3 separate regions of the Mus musculus genome follow, and regions 1 and 2 are each linked to region 3. The links are chromatin contacts, called in public HiChIP or PLAC-seq and Micro-C maps. All regions are on one chromosome and are shown on one strand. The core of a region is the stretch at or near the end of the contact, and the rest is flanking DNA. Distances in the headings are between cores, read along the strand shown.

Region 1 (3,969 bases), core at 557-3,056, 460 kb after region 3:
TTCTGAAAACCTCAGAAAATAATTTTTTCAAAAATTTGGAATTCATAGCAACGAGAAAAAAAAAATCTCAAGTCGTCTCTTTGTCAAAGCTGTGTGGACTCTTAGCTGTGCTAGAAAGAGAAGCTGCATTTCACGCCTGTGACTTTAACAGTCCACAAAAGAAAAACAGAGTGGCTCTCACACAAAGCCACGGTGCCTGCTTTGCAGCGCTGATGTAGCAGCAGGGAGGGAGGTCCACCCACCGTTCTCTCTTTCACCCAAGAAGGAACCAATTAATCCAAATAATAATAATAATAATTAAAATTTGACAGGCCTCGGGAGGCTGAAATGAGCGCAGAAGTGCAGAGCCTGTGTTCTGTGTGTGACCAAGGACTCGCCAGAGCCCATGACGGGAGTGTCGGGCTGGCTCCCAGACACAGAATTATGGAGCGAGATCGAATTTTCTGCATTGAGGATCTCTCATTACATTTGTTGGTGCAAGTTAAAATACCTCTTCACGCCTGTGTCATACGAGAACAAAAACAGAATCGCCTAGAATGCTGTGAAGAGGGTAGACTACTCAGGGTGTCCTTGTAGCCGTCTACACAAAGCAAAATGGATCTGAGAGGTTTTTTTTTTTTTTTTCACATGAAGTGTTTGCACAGAGACCTGGGATTTCCGTGGTTGTACACAGAAGGACAAACCTAACAACAGGAACAGTTTAGGGAATCTGTGTGTTTTGTTGCTGTGGCTTCTCCTGTATCCTTTTCCCATTTTTTTTAAAACTGTAGCTGTTTCTCTGTATAAACTATTTGTATGAAAATAAAAATGTCGAATCTTTTCCAAAAATGTAACTTTAATGTGAGCTGCCACGTTGCTTTTGCTGCGATTGCTGGTGACTGCCTTCTGTCGCAGATAGCACTGTGTACATGTAATTCTTAAGGATGGAAGGGGCAAGTGGATCTTTTCCTACAAGGCTATCCTCTGTGTGCTGGCACAGCCATTTGCAAAATTTTGTGTGTGCCTGTGCAAAAGAGAGACACCCACGTACCATTATTCCAAACAATTAAACCCCAACAGCACAAGAACGTGGGGCCCTGGCTCAATCTTTCCTTGCAGTGATTGCCTGAGCAATCACCTTTGATCAGGGAAGAGCTGGAGGAGAAAGTCCCGCAAGTGACAACCCTCACATAAATGTATACATTTACATACATGGGGCAGCTGTGGAGGGCTCTGCAGCTCCCCCCCCGCCCCCCGCCGTCTATGACCTGAAACCATTGTAACTCTGCTGACACCTCATTTAATTGAATCCTTCCCTAGCAGTGCAGAAGCCGAAAGGGGGAGGGACACGGACGGATGGGTAATCAAGGCAGTCTCTTCTGCCCGAATGTCTAGAAATGGCAGGGTAGTAATTGCTTTTGAAAAGCAAAAGCAGAAATAGGACAGATTTGTTCTGTTTAGCAAGATTTAAAAAAAAGGGGGGGGGGATGTATGTAAATATACAGCCCCTGCAACTTTCCAAAATACTTACCCCAAGAATAAAACTGATTTGAATTTCTGTGCAAATAGGAATAAAACGGATTTTATTAGAGAAGAAGGAAAAAAAAATCCTAAGAGCGGGGCGGGGGGGAAACATCCAGAAATTTTCCTAGTTCAAAATGGCCTGAGACAATAGAAAGAGATTCAGAGCCCAGAGCCACAGCACGGCCCCTTTTGTCAGCTTCAAATCAGCCAGCCAGAGGGTCGAGTCAGTTTAACCTGCCTCTGTGACACATCACCCGCCCGCCTGACCCGAGATCAGCCTCATTTTTATGGATGCAGAGGCTCATGGCGTGATTCATTCCCGGGCACACCCCGCTCATTCCGCTGTCTGCCTCCGCCACAAAGGTACGCTGCTATTCTCTGCCTGCTGAGCCGATGAGATTTCATTCGGCTTCCTGAATAATACGACAGTCATCCCGCCTGGTAGCAGAAGAGTAATGTCCCTTACACAACATCCATACGGGAGCCTAGATCACTTATGCAAATTAGCGCACCTCCACAGGCTTCAGGAAATGAACCTGGCCCTGGAAGAATCATCAGGTTTGGGGAAAATAAAATCTAAGCGGTATTTATTAACTCCCACCTCGATTGTCATCATACCTCCATTTTTGCTTTTTTTTTTTTTTTTTTTTTTTTTTTTGATTATATGTCCATGAGAACATGGAAATGTGTGCGCGGTCAGCAGCCGTGTTGCCCTTTGATTTAGTACATGGTAAAAATGGGAAGAAAAATAGCGCAAGAATAACTCATGACTAGGAAATGATATCTTTATAGAGCGTTCTCCCACACAGTATTAAATATATTTATACTTCTTTACCAGCATGTATAGTGACATCCGTAGCCACTTTATGATCCCTTCTATAGCCCAGGAAACTGAAGCTCTTAGATTTAAGAGAGTTTGCACATACTCTCCACACTGGCAACAGCAGAGTACAGAGTCAGGAGGAAGAGCCTCGGGGCCCCTGTTCTGGACTCCATCTTAGAGAGCTGTGACCCAGCCCTGCCTCATGCTTCCACATTGTATAAGGAGCCCTTGGATCAAGAAAGGTGGGGAATCCACTCACTGCTAAGACCCTCTCCACTTCCAAACCACATTTCATTCTCTAGGACTCTTGACTTTCAAGCTTGCCCCTAGGGCCTGTACAGGAGTCTTCTCTGAGACCACCCTTTTGGTCTGCATCAGAAAGCTGGACTAGGAGCCAAGGGGGACAAGATAATAACTGTGTACAGAAGTGGGGAGGGATGTTAGGTGTGTAAGCAGCGTCCTTGACAAGTGTGTAAAAACATTCACAGCAAGAGATAAGACTAGGGTAAGGGAAAGGAAGGATTTACAGTCTGGGACCTGCTAACTACCCCTCTGGGCCTCTTACAGTCTACAGTCTAAAGGTTCCTACTAGAACGTGGCCTTCCAGGCTGTTGGGAAGATAGATATTTATCAGAGTTTGAAGTCAGAATGTGCTTCACGCCAACCATTTCGTTTTTAATTTTTTAAAATATTTAGACACACAATCTGCAGAGCTGCTTCTGAGCTCTTCTGGCCAGCCAGCTAAGCAGTGCTCGTCTGCATGGTTGGTAGAGACGAATGAGAATCTGGTCAGCACTTCACCAACTGAGCTGCCTCCATTGCCCGAGAAGGAAAATTTGGAAGAAATTATATAAGGGTAACAGATGTAAATTGCCCTTAGCTCTCCGTAAAGGATCAAGCCATATGTTGGTTTTTGAAATCACAGCATTTCTTTTTTTTTCTAGCAAGTTCACTAAAATGGAGGGGAAAAAAAATCTGCCTGATAGTCAAGATCTGAAGGATGGAGCTGATTTCAAAGTAATGAGAATTTCCTAACCTGTGAGTGAATTTATTGGCTTGCTGCTGGTTCTATTCTTTCCCAGGTCCTAAGTAATGTTATACTGCACCCCCACACACACCCCAATATACATTTCTTCTAGGAAGAGCAGGATTCGGCTTAAAACTATGTCCCAGATTTGTGAGTAAGTTGGCCCTTTATTCATTTTCAGCAGGGCAGTCATTTTGGAGATGAGGCAATCCAAGAGAGAAGAGAAAGATACACGAATAGTCCTCACTTTGGCAGCTCACTGCCTGGCCTTCAGGGGCCTCCTGTGGACTTGGAAGCATGCCTAGTCCCAAGTCTTCGGTGGATGGTGCGGGGGACTCCCTGGGGACACTGAACTTCTACATCGCTGGTGTATCAGTGCAGGGCAAGTGCTGAGCCCTTCCTTCATCGCCATTTCTGCATCTCTTGTTTGTTTGAATAGTTTCTGGAGGTCTGGAATCCTGCAACCTCCACTTTTGAGTGACCAGCGCCTTACAGCACAAAGTGGGCCAGAGTGTAGCGAGTGGACAGACAGTTCTACTTCTCGTCATTAGTTTTTCTCATCCTCTCTTGGTTTTGCTTTGCTTTTTGGGAGCTTTATTTTTTCAGTTTCGTCGGG
Region 2 (3,704 bases), core at 634-3,133, 290 kb after region 3:
ACTTTTTTTCCCCTTCTTTGTGTCTGTTTTTCTCCCTTTGCCTCCTACTCCCCACTTGTCCCCAAATCCTTGAAGCCAATGAGGCTGTGGTGACACCTTCTGGGCAGTGCTGGGAGTGAATTACAGCCAGGAGTGAGCTTCCTGGTGGTGGTAGCTCACCCACATACAGTGAATAATAGGATGTATGGTTTGCTTCATCAAAGAAACTGATACAACATCCTACTTGTTCTTGGGATTTCTAGCACTGCTAAGTACCAAATGCCGTAAGTTTCTTGCAAACAAGCACAGATTTGCAGTTAGTGAAATAAAAAAAAATAAATAAATTGACAACCAAGGCCCTACCTGCTTACTTTCCTAGTGGTGGTTCTGAGTCAGGCTTGAAAATGAATGTCAACAAAATAAAGGAAAGCAATTACGTGGGACTAGAATATCAACACCAGACGCTGCTGCACGTGTTTTTGCAAGGATGTGTGTGTGCATGTATGTGGTGAGACACGGCAGTATCCCGTTACATGCCAGTGCCTTCTAGCAGTAAGGACGTGTCCCATGAACAGTCCTGGTGAAGGCAGTGACATCCATCTCAGCTGCCCACTGCCTGGCCGTGTAGGATACAGGTCGCCTGGTGCTGTTTCTGTGCACCCATGTCTCTCAGCAGGTTTCACAGACAGGCTATGGATCTACTCTGTACAGCCTCAACTGGAGTCTTTTTTTTTTTTTTTTCTGAACAGACTCCATCATTCCCACCTCTCCTTCCATGCTGATTTAATTGTTATATTTAACATTTTTAAATGGTTTCTTTTTTTTTTTTTTCATACTGTATGGAAATGATACAAGCTTACAGGTACCAATTTCTCTCTCTCTCTCTCTCTCTCTCTCTCTCTCTCTCTCTCTCTCTCTTCCTTTCCTCCCCCTCCCTTCCTCCTCTCTTTCTTTCCTTTTCCCCTTTTCTTATTTTTTTTTCTATCACTACTGACTTACACTTGGACCCTGAAGAGACTCAAAGGTACAGCTTCTAGGAAAAAAAAAAATCACATGGCAGCTCTAGCAAAGTTGATGTTACTATCTCATCAGGAGAATATTAAAAGAGCCTATGGAGTCTGTTGAATAATCTCTGCCCTCCTCATAACTCTCTGTCATCATCACTGACTGAATAGCAAATACAGAGGTAACAGACAACAAAGGTACACCGGGCAGCCATTGCAGCTGTGAAGCTGCCCGTCTTTGCAGTAACTGCACACCTTAGGACGCCGTCACTAGGACACTGAGCCCAGGACACTAAGCCTGGCTGTTGTGGGTGACTGGAGCAGTTGCATCTGCAACCTTTAAAGGACCACCACATGCCTCATCTTCACTTTCTACGCCGTTCTTCAGTGAAATATTGCTTATTGGGTGTATAATATAAGCATTTATGTGTGGTACAGAACCCGATATTTTTTACAAGTCCTAAATAATCAAATCAAAGCCTAGCCACATTACTTTCCAATTCTGATTTGCAAACAGTGGTAGTCCGCTTGAGGGCGGGGGGAGGACAATAATGAAAATGGGGGTGAGGCTTTCCTGAAATTAAAAGAAAGCTGGAAATACCGAGGGTGTGAATAAGTAACAAAGTGTCGTGTGGTAACTGTCGCGTGGTAACTGCGGGGATGATGGTTTTATTTGAAGTGGGGGGCGGGGGGAGGGAGAACCAGAAGGAGGCAAAAACACAATTTGGTCTAAAATTGAATTTCTCTGATAAGGCATTTCAGAAGCGGCTTGTCTTATTCACTCAGCAGCAAAATAATCATATGCGCTTTAATAATCTTTATTTTACAGGAGTGTGTTGCCAGGGTAACAGAGTGTAAGCAGGGGAACAGCACCTTCCAGATCACAAAGGCAAATCTGTGGAAAGAAATTTCTCTCCGTTCCTCTCTCCCTTACCACTGTAATAAAGACTCTGTTTTTTTTCTGCACTATTTAATAATTGCCCATAAACATCCTCTTCTCCTTTCCCATTTCCATATCTGCTAAAACATGGACAATGGCTTAAGTCTGGAACTGCCAAGCTCAGTGGGCTAAGCAAAAAGACAGATGTGGTATCTTTAGCATTTTTATATAATTATTTTTTATTACTATTTTACCCCGTCTCCATTCCTTCCCTCTGACTGTATTCTTATTTCCTTCTCTCTTTAACCAGCCCGATGGTAGTATACCAAGGAAAGGGGGCTCGAGGTGGGAGTCTATATTCGGCTACATTAATCAAAATTTATTAGCCAAGCTTGCCTGCATGGAGATTTGAAGGAAGCAAGGAGTGCAGCTGAAGAGGATAAATTGAATTATTGCAAATGGAGTGACAAGCATTCAGACCTAAAGCTACAGAAACAATCATTTCTTTATACTCATGAACATAGAGGGTGGGTAAGGGGGAGAAGGAGATAAGTAGATTGGGGTGGGGGGGGGGGAGACAGAGAGACAGAAAGAGAAAGAAACAAAGAGACAGAGAGAGAATCCGAGACAGAGTGCGTCATCAGGGTCATTCAGTTTTTCATGGGCCCTGCTTCTGGGAGATCAGCAGATTTGAAATGAACAAAGTGAGAGATCCCAATGCCTTGGCAGCAGAAGAGATGCTCAAAACTGGCAATGAGAATGTACCAACTGGTCATTTGATAAGGTTCAATTCATGACAGACTGTGTATTTTCAGTAATTACCCCTAATTGTTTTAGCCAGGGCTCTAGCCTTTGAGGGTAAATTTCGTGGGGTCAGGGCACGTCTCGAGATTAGATAGAAAAATACTCCAAAGAGTCTGTGTTCACATGACTGTTGAAGGTGTGACTGTAGTGAAGAATTTTCAGGTTAAGGACATGTAGGTTGCTTAACACCACTGGTAACAGGATTCAACCTGTTTGTGGTAGCAGAGGCCTTAAGACAAAGGACTTCGAGGTGAGAGATGAAGACACACTCTGGTGCGTGGGAAACCAAACCAAAACAAACCATAAAGGACCGAGAGAGTGGACCATAAGCAAAGGGCCGTTTTTTAGGGAGTTTTCGCCTTGCAAATTCTCCTTGTCATCCCTGTAAAGGGAAGAAACGGGTGCATTTCAAGGCCATCACTTGAATGACCCAGATAGGACCTACTCTCCGAATGCCTGAGCTATCCAAAGAGCATACACCTAGCTAGCTGGCCAGCCGCTTTGAAGGTGAAATGCCAGTGAGCAGGAGATTTCCTTCTTAGTGTTGGTTGGAACAAGTGTTGCACTGTGTACATCTTGAGTCAGAGATGGGCCGTGTGAATAAGAAATGAGATACAAAGTTGTCTTAGCTCCCATGGACTTCCTGGAGTGTTCTAGTGATAGTAACATCAAGTGAGCAGCCAGCCACGCTCTCCAGTACTACAACAGAGAGAAACAGTACCTCCACTTAATGAAAGGTCTGAAACCCAGATTCGGGAACACGCTACAAAAGCCAGCCCACTGCAAGAAGGACCTGGGACAGCAAAGTCCCTTGTAACTTTAGAACTCATTGGTTTTTGTACTATTCTAGACTAAGTATATCAGTATCTCCATACTTTGTTTAAAATAAACTAAAACATGATATTTGCCTTAAATTTTATGTACAGGCATGACAAGTCAGGGAAAGAATAGATTGTGTGTAAAATGATTTTTAAAACTATTTCAAAATTAGTTTTAAAATAGAAAAAAGATATATGCTTAAAGTAAAAAAAAATTCT
Region 3 (3,746 bases), core at 1,111-3,610:
GCCCCCATACAAGCCTTCTCCTATGCAGAGAGGAACTTCCCCAGTGAGGCCTCTTGCTTGCTTCCTTCTGCTGTCTGGGAGGATGACACCTACCCGGGGCATTGTCCTTGTTTAGGACCAGACTCTTCCTCTGTCCCGAGACTGTGGAAGTGCTGATGTCCCACTTGGAAAAAAAAATGTCATTTTCTATTTATAAAAGAGAGGAAACATTTCCACTGTTTATCCAAGAAGCCCCGAGCTGTGCTTTCAAACGCTAAGAATTACGTCCCCCATCATGGCCTCAGCCAGCGCCTGTGTTCTGTCACTGCTGGGGAAACGGCTGCTCTCTTTCTCCATGACACCCTCTCCTCGCTGGCTTTTGTCGCTTGTACAAACTGTCCTTCAACTAAATGCTCGTGTTTGCGAAGTTTACAAATAGCATTAGTACCACAGAGTGGAACAGTCATTTCTTCCTTTTTTAAATTTAATTTTAAACCCCCCCCCCAAAACAAAACAAAAGAAAACATGCTTAAACTTTAGAAACAGGCCTGGAGTAATATTTCAAGTGCTGGTTTTGGCGGTGAACTCCAGTTAGTACTTTGAAGACTGTGTCTTGAGAGCTAGGCAGTCTCCATGTTTTTTCTCAAAGCCGAAGGCTTGGCTCACCCCCTCTGCCGTCGTGATAATTCTCTGGCATTCGTAGTTACTAGAAGTCACTTGGGTCCAGCTCTAACTCTGCACACCCCATGTCTGCAGCACCCCAATTCTTTTCTAAAACAGTGCACCTAAACACTCACTGAGCCTGACAACATCTCCCCGACTATGGCTGCCATCATATAGGTATGGTTGAACTGGTCTATTGTATATATTTTGAAACAGCAGAGTTCCGCTTCTGCATGTAGGTTAGCTGATCATGTGATGCCAATGGGCAGTGGTTGTTGCTGATGTGGTAGTCTTTTTGTATGCAGGAGCTCAGATTGAAAGATGTGTGTGATACTATTTTCAACTCATGCCTGTAATTGCTGGGTATTAGTGCGCGTGTCCACGGTGCACAGAACAGCTGGTGTGACTGCTCCGAAGAGGCCAGTGGCTTGAGACAGTGCCCTAGATTGTCCCAAGAGCTGATGGCTGGAGTAGGTGTTTTCATGCTGGTCCCATGGTTGCGTGCGAGCATGGCCAGGTTCCAGCCTGGGGATCAGACTGTTGTGTTGGCCCCTTCTGCAGACACATCTGACTTTTCCAGTCCTTCTGTTTCCTGCCCCAGTCCCTCCACTATCTCCCTCCAGCTCATAGCCGCCCCCCCCCCCCACACACACACACAACAAAACCATTCTGTCATCCCTAAAATATAGAAGGATGGTTTTCAAATGCAAGAGCAGGGGAAAGAAAAGGACATTTGTTTTCTGTTAGATGAACCCTGAATAGCACCCAGACCAGCTGGGCTTTGGTAGACAGCTCAAGTCCAGGCATGCTGGACATGGCTCTGTCTCCTGTCCCTGAGCAACTCGGAAACCGAATGGCAGCCGCTGGCCAGGAATTGATTGAATTAATTGATATGCCAATAAGAGAGCTTGTTACATCCACCATTGGTTAGGAGGCCAGCTAACAAGTCTCCTGATCAATGGCACCAATAAAGATTTCATCCATTAATGAGCAACATGGTAATTAATGTTATCCATAAACCAATTAGCCTAGCTAGCTAACGCGCAGAGATTAGCCCAATGCATGGCATCACAGAAAGCGGGCAGATAACTAACTACCCATGTGGCATGGTTTGGGTCTTCAGGAAGCTCCACGGAAGAGATCCTAGCCCTCTGCAGAGTGTTCTAGGTGGAGAAAGGAAACATCTCTGATCCTGGCAGAGAGAAAAGGCTGCCAGCTTGCTGAGCCCCAACACTGGAGTGCAGCAGAGCCCCACACCTGGAGGCGCAGCTGGATAGATGCGTTTCTCTTCCTACCCTTCCGCTGAACAGCCTTCCTACAGGTCTCCAAAGGGCTGTTAGGGGTGTAATGGAATGACTGAGTCCCCAGGTCACTCTGGTCCCAGCTGGGCATGTTCTCCCTGAGGACACCCCATCTGAAGCTCACAGGCATTCCCCTGCGCTCCTGGAGGGCGGGCCATGGCCTCTTCTGGGAACCATGAGCAAGGTTGGTAAAGTAATTAAGCCCCCCAACCCCCACGTTTCACTAGGAAGAATTTTTTTTTCTTTTTTGCTAAAAGAAAAGAGAAACAGATGATTTGAAGCCGGGGCCCTTTCCCTTCCCCTGGTTTTCTGAAATGACATCAGTGGGGTGATTGCCAAGTATAACCTGGCAGCCTGGCGGCTCTGCCTGACTGCCTGAGATTTCTGGGGACCATGCAGCTCGCCAGCTCCAGCCGTGGCAGCATGCCAAGGTGACGTTCCGTGACTAAGCAGAAACAAGGGAGAGGGAGAGAGGGAGGAAGAAGGTATGTGTGGTTGGGGAGCCGGGGGAGAGAGTGGTCTGGGCAGGGTGTGGCATGGGGAGCCGGGGAGCTGAGGAGGCATGCCCGGGGGCACCAACTCAAGAGGCTGGATGTCAGGGGAGCACACTGGAAGGCCAGGAAGGGTTCCTTGGGCACTGCCTGGGGGTGGTGGTGGCACAGGGCAGCAGCCACGGATCCAGCCTGCGAGATTGCCGAATGAAGGGGTCCTGACTTCACAGGGAACCAAATGAGCCATGCACAGGAGCAGCCCAGAGGGCCTGGCCATAGAAGGAGGTGGCTTAGGGAAGCTTTTAGCAACATCAGGCCCGGGTGGTTCTCTGCAGCGGAGTTCGCTTTGCATTGTTAGGTATTGACCCTCAGAGACCCCTTGTGGATTCCCTAATTGAAAATTAATACTAGATCAATGCCATGAGCAATTTGCATATTGATCATAAACAACTTTGAAGGCACCGAGTGTGCAGTGAATCAATAGGGCCCCTGAATAGGCGGCGGAGGGAGCACCTCCCAGTACAGTACACTCCAAGAAAGGTTAATGCTTTGGGAAGTCCCTAACTGCTCAGTGTGGGGATCAGCCCCCCACACTGCACAGCATCCACAAGAGCAATTAGGGTCAGACCTAAGCAGTCGCCCCTCGACCTCCTCTGCTCCCCATCCCCAAACCCAGAGGTGGGGGCGGCTCTCTGTCTGTGTGATTCAGGGGCTGGACAGAAAGAAGGGTTTTTAGCAGTTTCCTTTTTTGGAGATAGATGAAGCCTTGGGGTGGTTTATTCTGGGAAATGCACTGTAAAAGGAACGAGCCAAGCTAAGGCTCCAGTGATTGTCCTGGCCCCTTCCCCAAACACAGTTTTGGTGAAATGAAATGGGGGGTGGGGTGGGGTGGAGCCTGGCTTTGGCGAGCTGCCTCTTCTGGCTTTTGCTCAATGAGGAAAACCCACACTAGCTTTTCCTTGGACAGAGTTGGCCCAGTCTTTGCTTCCTATTCATTGAGTTTCCACTTTCTGGCCTCTACCCCCCAGGCTCTATCATTTGCCCCCCACCTTGGGGGGGGGCATACCTTCCTGACCCTGCTCTGGCTCTCAGCCTAGTCTTTCTGCCTTTGCTACATCCCTGGCAGGCCTGGAAGGGGCTCCCAAAGGTAGGCACTTTTTACCTGACTCCCACTGCCTCCTCCCCCCTGCCTGGCCTGTCTCCAGTCCCTCTCCTCTCTTGGCGAGCGGAACAGCAAGTTGGCCAGCCCTGGTGAGAGCCACACACAGCTCTGTGCTTTTCTACCAAACCTGGCTGTCCAGCCATATCCCTG

The links. A called contact is a pair of places that touch in the nucleus more often than the background predicts. HiChIP or PLAC-seq counts read pairs in DNA pulled down with a chosen protein or histone mark.
Region 1: an H3K27ac HiChIP or PLAC-seq map of VIP interneurons shows a contact between it and region 3, with 7 times the contacts expected there. The contact joins two enhancer-like sites. A contact is called at or near these places in 2 of 115 datasets of contacts at active chromatin or transcription factors (VIP interneurons and differentiating embryonic stem cells).
Region 2: a contact with region 3 is called in a Micro-C map of muscle stem cells, with 5 times the contacts expected there. The contact joins two enhancer-like sites. A contact is called at or near these places in 2 of 15 datasets of contacts at CTCF or cohesin (the NIH/3T3 cell line and embryonic stem cells), 25 of 484 Hi-C or Micro-C datasets (the C2C12 cell line, Sertoli cells, cardiomyocytes and 13 more) and 5 of 115 datasets of contacts at active chromatin or transcription factors (astrocytes, embryonic basal ganglia, fibro-adipogenic progenitors and 2 more).

What each region holds. Positions count from the first base shown.
Region 1 is chr8:109,359,300-109,363,268 of GRCm38.p6, forward strand. No RefSeq gene overlaps it. Among named protein-coding and RNA genes, the nearest start is that of Gm35145, 100 kb to the right of the region's middle. Within about 2 kb of position 1,807, at least 64 of the 459 cell types and tissues checked have an H3K27ac peak or open chromatin away from gene starts, as enhancers often do. A contact at or near this core is called in VIP interneurons, where this site is marked.
Region 2 is chr8:109,185,993-109,189,696 of GRCm38.p6, forward strand. All of the region lies in intron 5 of D030068K23Rik (RIKEN cDNA D030068K23 gene), which reads left to right. The region is part of intron 1 of 4922502B01Rik (RIKEN cDNA 4922502B01 gene); the gene reads right to left. Among named protein-coding and RNA genes, the nearest start is that of 4922502B01Rik, 62 kb to the right of the region's middle. Within about 2 kb of position 1,884, at least 24 of the 459 cell types and tissues checked have an H3K27ac peak or open chromatin away from gene starts, as enhancers often do. A contact at or near this core is called in cortical neurons and muscle stem cells, where this site is marked.
Region 3 is chr8:108,894,286-108,898,031 of GRCm38.p6, forward strand. All of the region lies in intron 4 of Zfhx3 (zinc finger homeobox 3), which reads left to right. Among named protein-coding and RNA genes, the nearest start is that of Mir3108, 41 kb to the right of the region's middle. Within about 2 kb of position 2,361, at least 138 of the 459 cell types and tissues checked have an H3K27ac peak or open chromatin away from gene starts, as enhancers often do. A contact at or near this core is called in VIP interneurons, cortical neurons and muscle stem cells, where this site is marked.